Regions from separate parts of the Pan troglodytes genome. Here region 1 is linked to region 2. A link is a contact called in public Hi-C data. All regions are on one chromosome and are shown on one strand. The core of a region is the stretch at or near the end of the contact, and the rest is flanking DNA. Distances in the headings are between cores, read along the strand shown.

The links. A called contact is a pair of places that touch in the nucleus more often than the background predicts.
Region 1: a Hi-C map of induced pluripotent stem cells shows a contact between it and region 2, with 4 times the contacts expected there. The contact joins two enhancer-like sites. A contact is called at or near these places in 4 of 7 Hi-C or Micro-C datasets (blood, induced pluripotent stem cells and stem cell-derived neural progenitor cells).

The regions. Positions count from the first base shown.
Region 1 is chr7:41,815,870-41,819,921 of NHGRI_mPanTro3-v2.0_pri, forward strand. All of the region lies in intron 3 of FUT10 (fucosyltransferase 10), which reads right to left. It also overlaps the pseudogene LOC134810848. Among named protein-coding and RNA genes, the nearest start is that of FUT10, 49 kb to the right of the region's middle. Within about 2 kb of position 2,237, at least 1 of the 24 cell types and tissues checked has an H3K27ac peak or open chromatin away from gene starts, as enhancers often do. A contact at or near this core is called in induced pluripotent stem cells, where this site is marked.
Region 2 is chr7:41,488,840-41,493,031 of NHGRI_mPanTro3-v2.0_pri, forward strand. No RefSeq gene overlaps it. Among named protein-coding and RNA genes, the nearest start is that of FUT10, 380 kb to the right of the region's middle. Within about 2 kb of position 1,257, at least 2 of the 24 cell types and tissues checked have an H3K27ac peak or open chromatin away from gene starts, as enhancers often do. A contact at or near this core is called in induced pluripotent stem cells, where this site is marked.

The sequences.
Region 1 (4,052 bases), core at 987-3,486, 330 kb after region 2:
CAGGCTCTGAGACCTCGATCTTATACTCAATTTGCTAATCAGGAAGATTAACTTTTGCTAAAGACTGGCTTGGCATGGAGTGTTCAAGTCATGCTACAGTCAATACCTACAATAGGGTGGATTTGTTTTCTATCGAGAAATCCTCTCTTAGAGGATTTCACAAGAATGTTTCTTCTCTGATAGTTATATTCCAGGTCAGAAATCCATTTTTTTTAGACAAGGTGTTGCTCTGTTGCCCAAGATGGAGTGGCACGATCTCGGCTCACTTCAACCTCCGCCTCCCAGGCAGCCTCAAGCAATGCTCCCACCTCAGCCCCCCGAGTAGCTGGAACTACAGGCATGCCTGGATAATTCTTTGTATTTTTTGTAAAGACGGGGTCTTGCCAAGTTGCCCAGGCTGGTCTTGAACTCCTGGACTCAAGTAGTCCACCTACCTTGGCCTCCCAAAGTGCCGGGATTACAAGTGTGACCCACGATTCAGAAATTCTTTAACTCACTTTATGGCGCTTCTCATTTTGGCTTATGATCCAGGAGCAGAGATCCTATTCCCTATGCTGGTATTCACTTGATTAACACTTTGACCAAAAACCCTCCCCATAAGTTTGTATCCTTGATATAAAATCAAGATGACAATTCTTACAATTTTTTTTTTTTATAAAGGGTCTCACTCTGTCACCCAAGCCATGGTACAGTGGCACAATCATAGCTCACTGCAGCCTTGACCTCCTGGGCTCAAGTGATCCTCCTTCCTCAGCCTCCTGAGTAGATAGGACTACAGGTTCATGCCACTATGCCCAGCTAATATTTCAAATTTGTTGTAGAAATAGGGTCTCACTATGTTGCCCAGGCTAGTCTTGAACTCCTGGGCTTAAGTGATCCTCCTTCCTCCATCTCCCAAAGTGCTGGGATTACAGGTGTGAGCCACCATTCCCAGACCAATTCTTGCAGTTTTTGACCCTCACAGGCATGCCATACAGAACTTGGACATTTCAAATTCTGAGTTATTGTTGACAATCAGAGATTATATGCTGTTAGCCTAAAATGCAACATTTTATATTTACATTAATAAATTTCTCACAGGCCAACAAATCTAAAAATAGGGATAACAGTTCTAGTATAGATTTTGAATCTACCAATATGGCCCATGACTGAGAAGGGTCTATTTCTCTTTAGGCACACCAAGTAAAAAAAAAAAAAAAAAAAAAAAAAGAGCCATTACTGGCCGAGGGTGGTGGCTCCCGCCTGTAATCCTAGCACTATTGAAGGCCGAAGCGGGTGGATCATTTGAGGTTAGGAGTTTGAGACCAGCCTGGCCAACATGGTGAAACCCTATCTCTACTAAAAATACAAAAATTAGCTGGGCATGGTGGTACATGCCTGTAATCCCAGCTACTCAGGAGACTGAGGCAGGAGACTTGCTTGAACCCAGGAGGTGGAGGTTGCAGTGAGCCAAGATCGCACCACTGCACTACAGCCTGGGTGACAGAGAAAGACTCCATTTCAAAAGGAAAAAAAAAAAAACCATTACTAAAATCTTTAAGAAGACACCAGAGTATATGAGAAAGAACATGGGTTTTTAAGCCATGGGAATTAGGGTTAAAAACTGAGTTTAGCCACAATATGATTTGGGCAAATTACTGTAACTCTCTCAGCCATGACCCTCATGTTTCAAATAAGGAAAATACTGGCCATATTGGACTCCTTTGTGCCTGTAACACAGAAGCTACTTAGGAAATGTTAGTTTCCATCCCTCCCTACTTCTTCCCTGTGTCCCGCAGCCCAATCTCATGGTCCTATGTGCTGTGCAATGGATAGGAGCACTACACACCTGCCATGCAGAAGCTTCCAAAATGAAGCTGCTACCAGCAAGAAGTAATTGTTCTCTCCTCTTCCTATACCACATCTGTCTGCATCGTTAGGGCCTTCAGGTATACTGGGGCAGGATGCTTTCCAACCCTCGAAAGGCCTAGAGAGAAGCAGGATGCCCCGCCACGGACTGTGTACCACTCACAGCTGAGATCCCTTTCCAGCTAACTCCCTTTCACTCCATTTTTCTTCTGGATAATCCCTGTTCTTTTGCTTCTTGGATTCCCCTTCGACATTCCACCCTCTCCTCCACTCCTGATTAAACAGCCTGACAAACTAGATTTGCTAACCCAAAAGATAAACTAGAGGCCTCTACTCTGGTAGCTCTCTGCTGCCCCCTCTTGTCGCCAAATGGAACAGGCCACTGCTCTTGCCACAAAAATCTCATTTCAGGTTTCAGGAACGCACAGCACTTACTGAAGTCAGGGCCAGGCACTGTGCTAGGTATTAGAGATTCAACAGTGAGCAAAGTGAGCAAAATCAGAAAATGCCTTGTTCTCATGGAACTTACAGTACAGTGAAAAAGGCAGGCATTAAATAATCTTATTAGTAAGTATAATACCAGAACTCAAAAATGTGATGAAACGCTGAGAGGCCGGGTGCTGGCTCACACCTGTAATCCCAGCACTTTGGGAGGTTCAGAAGGAAGGATGGCTGGAGGTCAAAAGTTCAAGACCAGCCTGGGCAACACAGTGAGACACAATGCCTACAAAAAAATTTTTTAATTAGGGCATGGTGGTACACGCCTCTAGTCCTAATTGGGAAGCTGAGGCAGGAGGATTGCCTGAGCCCAGGAGTTCAAGACTGCAGTGAGCTACAATCATACCACTGCACTCCAGCCTGGGCAAGAGAACAAAACCCTTTCTCTTAAAAAAATAAAAATTAAAAAAATTTTTAAATAAATGCTATGAGAGCCTATAATACAGAATCTGACCTTGTCAGGTCAAAGAAGTCTTCTTGGAGGTGGTGGTTAAGGCTGAAATTGAAGGATGAGTGGAATAAAAAGAAAAAAGGAGGAGAAGGAGAAAGTCCAGAGGGGGAAGCAGCTTGAATATAAGGTCTAGGGTCTAGGTTAGGAGAAGCATGTTGGGATGTTAGAAGGGACCTGAAGAAAATCAGTGTAGCCAGAGGAAGGGGAAGGGTGGAGGAAGGAGCCGCAAAAGGGGCTCAACGGGCCAGGCATGGTGCCTCATGCCTGTAATCCTAGCACTTTTGGAGGCTGAGGCAGGCAGATCACTTGAGGTCAGGAGTTCAACACCAGCCTGGCCAACATGGTGAAACCCCTATCTCTACCAAAAAAATACAAAAATTAGCCAGCCCTGGTGGTGCATGCCTGTGGTCTCAGCTACTCGGGAGGCTGAGGCACAAGAATCACTTGAATGCAGGAGGCATTCAAAGGTTGCAGGGAGCCGAAACAAGAGCGAAACTCCATCTCAAAAAAAAAAAAAAAAAAAAGATTAGTGAATTCACTCTTGTTGCCCAGGCTGGAGTGCAGTGGCACAATCTCGGCTCACTGCAGCCACCACCTCCCGGGTTCAAGCAATTCTCCTGCCTCAGCCTCCTGAGTAACTGGGATTACAGGTGCCTGCCACCATGCCCAGCTAATTTTTTATATTTTCAGTAGAGATGGGGTTTCGCCATGTTGGCCAGGCTTGTTTTGAACTCCTGGCCTCATGTGATCCACCCGCCTGAGCCTCCCAAAGTGGTGGGATTACAGGTGTGAGCCACCATGCCCAGCCTGAAGATCACTTCTTAAAGGGATTATAGATATAAAGTGGACTCTGCCCATATATGAAGTATTACCTATCTCTGTGGTCAGTATTGAATGAGTAGGAAAATGTAAAGTAGTGAAAAATGAGGACTGTCCCAGCTTCATTTTGGTGCTAAATATTTTTAGAAAAGTGTTGACCATAAGCTATGAGGCTCACGGTGACCTTGTCTAAATAGCTGGAGAGACTTTAGGAATGAAAGCACAGTGAAGACACAAAGAAGCTGTAGGAAAAAGTAATTGTTCATTGACAAGCCTACAAAATTTGCTCACCTAGTGCTCTATGTTGCAGAAGAAGTGAAGTATATCTTCTCTGTAACTAATCCAGTTTTTCTCAAGAGTCCCCATCCACTGGGCATACAAAGGTAAAACAACAGATTCAATCCGATCTAAGGCAAAACCTTAAAACTGTGCTCTC
Region 2 (4,192 bases), core at 7-2,506:
TACTTTCACTGGGAGAGAAGCACATATTACCATATCACACGTAACAACTCTACATCTCAAGCTACCCTTACCACAGGCAGAGTCAATCTTAGAAAAATCTAAAGAAGCTCCTATTTGAAAATGGAAAAACAAAAAAAGATCAAGCAGTGTAGCTTCTACCTTTCCAATTATTCAGCTAAGTGATTCTCTCCATCTCCTCCAAGCTTCCTACATTGCAGCTGTTTCCAAAACTCAAATCTATTCTCAAAATGAAGTGGCACCATTGTCTGGGGTAAGTACCCAGGGTTCATTGTCTGGCACCAAGAAGATTAAGGACACAGACACATGTGGGTGGGTTAAGGAGTAGAAAGTTTAATAGGCAGAAGAAAGGAGAGAGAAGAGCAGAGAGATATGTCCAAAAGGGAAAAGCCAGCCTGCGGCAAACTGCAACAGATTTTATAGGCAGGCTTCAGGAGGCAGTGTCTGATTTATGTAGGGCCCAGATTTGTTCAACCAGGTGTGACTTTTACAGAGCTTGCAGGAAAGGCCAGTTGCCCCACCCTAATCCTATTATACAAATGGGCTTTCCACTTGGCCAGCCCATCTTGTCTGCTCCTTACTGTACACGTGGCTGGCAAGGAGAAAGGGAAGGTGGAGCTGCCATTTTGATCATGCCTAATCCCAGGTAGCCTTTTTCTACTGGCACAACTGCCGGCATTCACCCATGCAAGCTTCTAGCTTACTTGTCAATGTCTGTGGCTCCACTCTACAGGCTGCTCTTTGAAAAAGAAGAAAATGATTTTGGGGCTGATTTTCAGTAAAAGAAAAACCTTGCCAAGGACTTCCTTACCCTCACTATCTGCCTAAATAATTTCTTTTTAAATCCTATATCAAAAAGACAAGAATTATCAAGATTCATCAAGAAGTGTTCTGAAAAGAGTTATGGAGTATGTGCCATTCTGTTATGCTTGTTGATGTTTTTAAAGTGAATCACATCACATCATAGTCTCACTTTGTGTCCATGACAGTATTATTCCACGATAAGTAGTTCTGTATTTGAAAAGTTAAAAGTACACCCTTCAGACATCTACCTACTTGATGGTAGATTTTGTCTTACCTGCCTGGGCATGTTGTACTGAATTAAGGTCACAGTTACATAAATAACATTCCAAACATTTTTCTCCAACTGAATTAAAAGGGGCAGTTATAGCTTCTCCCTTTCCTATTGGTTAGCAACTCTGACCAGGGCCCGGGAGAGCTCTCCAGTCCTAGAATAGAGCAGTTGCTATTCACATGATCTCTGTGAAGGCGTGACTCCCTCCCCTCTACCTCTCTGCACCCCTGCCCCTTAGTCAGCATGACTCAACACTTGTAAACTAGGCAATATGACTGAGAACTTTCTACTTGAACTTTGATTTCAGTAGAGTGGCATGTCTTAAAATGTTGACCATTTACTCATTAACTGGCAAGACAGAATTCCCCAAACTGTGAGGTAAAGTTTGAAGCTAAAATTTTAACACTGGAAGATTGTGTTAATTCTCTCAGGTTTCCTGAGGTCTATGAGATTTTGACTCTAGGTAATGAGATTATGATACATTATGTCTTTGGGGTATTTTTTCTTCTTTCCCAAGACTCCCTAGCTATTGGAAAGTAATCTCTTCCTTGTTAGGCATGTCCACTTATAAAAATCATAAAATAATTGTTGATGAAGTATCTACTATTTCACCACTGTAAAGAGAGCCATTTGAAACCTATTAGGCAAGTGTCTCAAGCCTGTAATAAGAATATTCAAAGTATGAGGACAGGACATGAGCTGTGCTGACAGCTGAAGGTGCCAGTATATGTACTGAAGAAGGCATTTCCACCCATGACTCCAAGTGGCACCCATAGATTACTTTACTCTGAAAAGTATGAGCTTCTGATTTGGGTGTGTTCTTTCTTCCTCAAGGGATTAAAGAGAGGTAAAAGAGGTAAAGTGTCTCATTCTTTTCTCTTTTTTTTTTCTTTGAGATAGAGTCTCGCTCTGTCACCCAGGCTGGAGTGCAGTGGTGTGATCTCGGCTCACTGCAACCTCTGCCTCCTGGATTCAAGTGATTCTCCTTCCTCAGCCTCCTGAGTAGCTGGGATTACTGGTGTGTGCCACCCTTCCTGCCTAATTTTTTATATTTTTTAGCAAATTTTTTATATATTTTTAGCAAAGACCAGGTTTTGCCATGTTGGCCAGACTGGTCTCAAATGATTCACCTGCCTCAGCCTCCCAAAGCGTTGAGATTACAGGTGTGAGCCACTGCGCCCGGCCAAGTGTCTCCTTCTGTAATATAAAAGTGAGTAAAGTGAACAGGAAGAGGTGGGAATGTGCAGAGGGATGAATGAAGTGTTAGAATAAAACAGAAAAGCCAGTTTTTTGGGGGTGGATAAATGCTTAGCATCCCTGTCAAAAGTCCTGGCTCTAAGTTCAGTTAGTTCCTGTCATAAAAATTAATAAGAATAATCCTTATATTATTTGTTATTATGATCTAAATTCCATTCATTTAAGTGTTCTGTTGCCAATAGCAATCCCAAAGAGGTGACAGAATAAGTGACCCTCTGAGTTAAACCTAAAATTATTTCATCATTGTCATTCTACCCAGCTTTTTTCAAAGCCATGTTTAATGCTGTCGTTGACATACTTATCTAAGCTTTTTTTGGAATCCACTTATCTCAAAGAAGTTAGGTAATTCAATTGAGTACAAAAATATGTTTAGTTTTCTTGATAAAGTATCTTTGACTTTTTGTTCTTCTGAGAGTCCTGTCCATTTGCTGTAGTTTAATTCTTTCCTTAAAGAGGCAATTGCTTTTGAGTGAGGGCTAAAGTAAATCTGTCCCTAGATGGCTTTATGTAGTTGCTACCTTTAGCTTATATTCAAACAAATAGGAAAAGACAACTTTTTCAAAGATAGTGCTATGTCACTAACTTCCATTTACTAATATCTTTAATTAGTATTTAACTGGTGAAGAAATGGCTAGTTAAAACAATTCCAACAGGCTTGTAATGCCATCTAGTGGACAGTCTTCAAAATATCCCACGGGCCATTTTCTTTCTAAGTGATCATCAAAGTCTTTATTCTTCAGGATGTAGCCAAGCTACTAGCTAATAATTATTGGCTGGGATCACTGAACTCACTGAAAAATCTCTAATAGTATTTCTAACATTGATGCAATCTTGGGGAAAATTAAGGTACCACCTGTGTGCCTTGGGCTCTTCATCCATTCAATTGATGGAGCTAAGCCTTTGGAATAAAGTATAGCTGCCCAAAGTGGTGATTCAATGCACTCAGTTCATCCTCATAGATACCATATCATGTATCTCTTGCCTGCTATGTGAGGGATTTAAGTATAATTGCTCAGTTCTCTTGAGTAATAAGTTTAAGTAATAAATGACATTTGTGATTTTTTTTTACTATAGAAGAATTTTAACAATTTTACATACTTCTAATAGCTACTTTGTGTAGAATGTACTCATTTTACACATGAGGGAATTAAGGTTAATGAAAACTAAGTGACTTGAGCAGAGTCAGATGCATATTAAATTCAACTATAGATTTTCAAAATCTAAGTTCATTGACTTTCAATAAGCCAGTACCATATGGAAAGAATGGTACTTCATCACAAAGGAGAGCATTTCTCAGAAATGCAGAGAGGATTGAACATATACTCACCTATTAATGTGATTCACTGCTTCAGCACACACGAAAGGAAAGAATGCCTGGTTATCTCAATAGATGCTTAAAAAGCATTTGATAAAATTTGACCCCGTTCTTGATAATAATAAAGTCTTGGTAGTAAAAGGATGCTACCATAATGTGATAAAGATCATATACAAGAATCCTACAACAATCCTCATGTATACTGATGAAACATAATTGTTTCCAATTACATTCAGTAATAGGGTTAGTATTTCTATTATCACTATGAATTAAACAATGTACTTGAGGCCATGCAATAAGACAAAGATTTAATTGGTATGATTTGATTGTTTATCCAAAAAAATCTAAAGAATTTGTTTTTAAATCAGAATTTATGAGATAGTAAATAGTGCCAAAGAGAAATGCATAAAAATAGCTCTCCTATAAAATTAAAAAAGAAATCAATTGCATATACAATAGGAAAGGAAAAATACTGAAAACACAAAAAGCAAATTAAAAAAAGCAAACAAGTTGAAAATGCTTAGGAA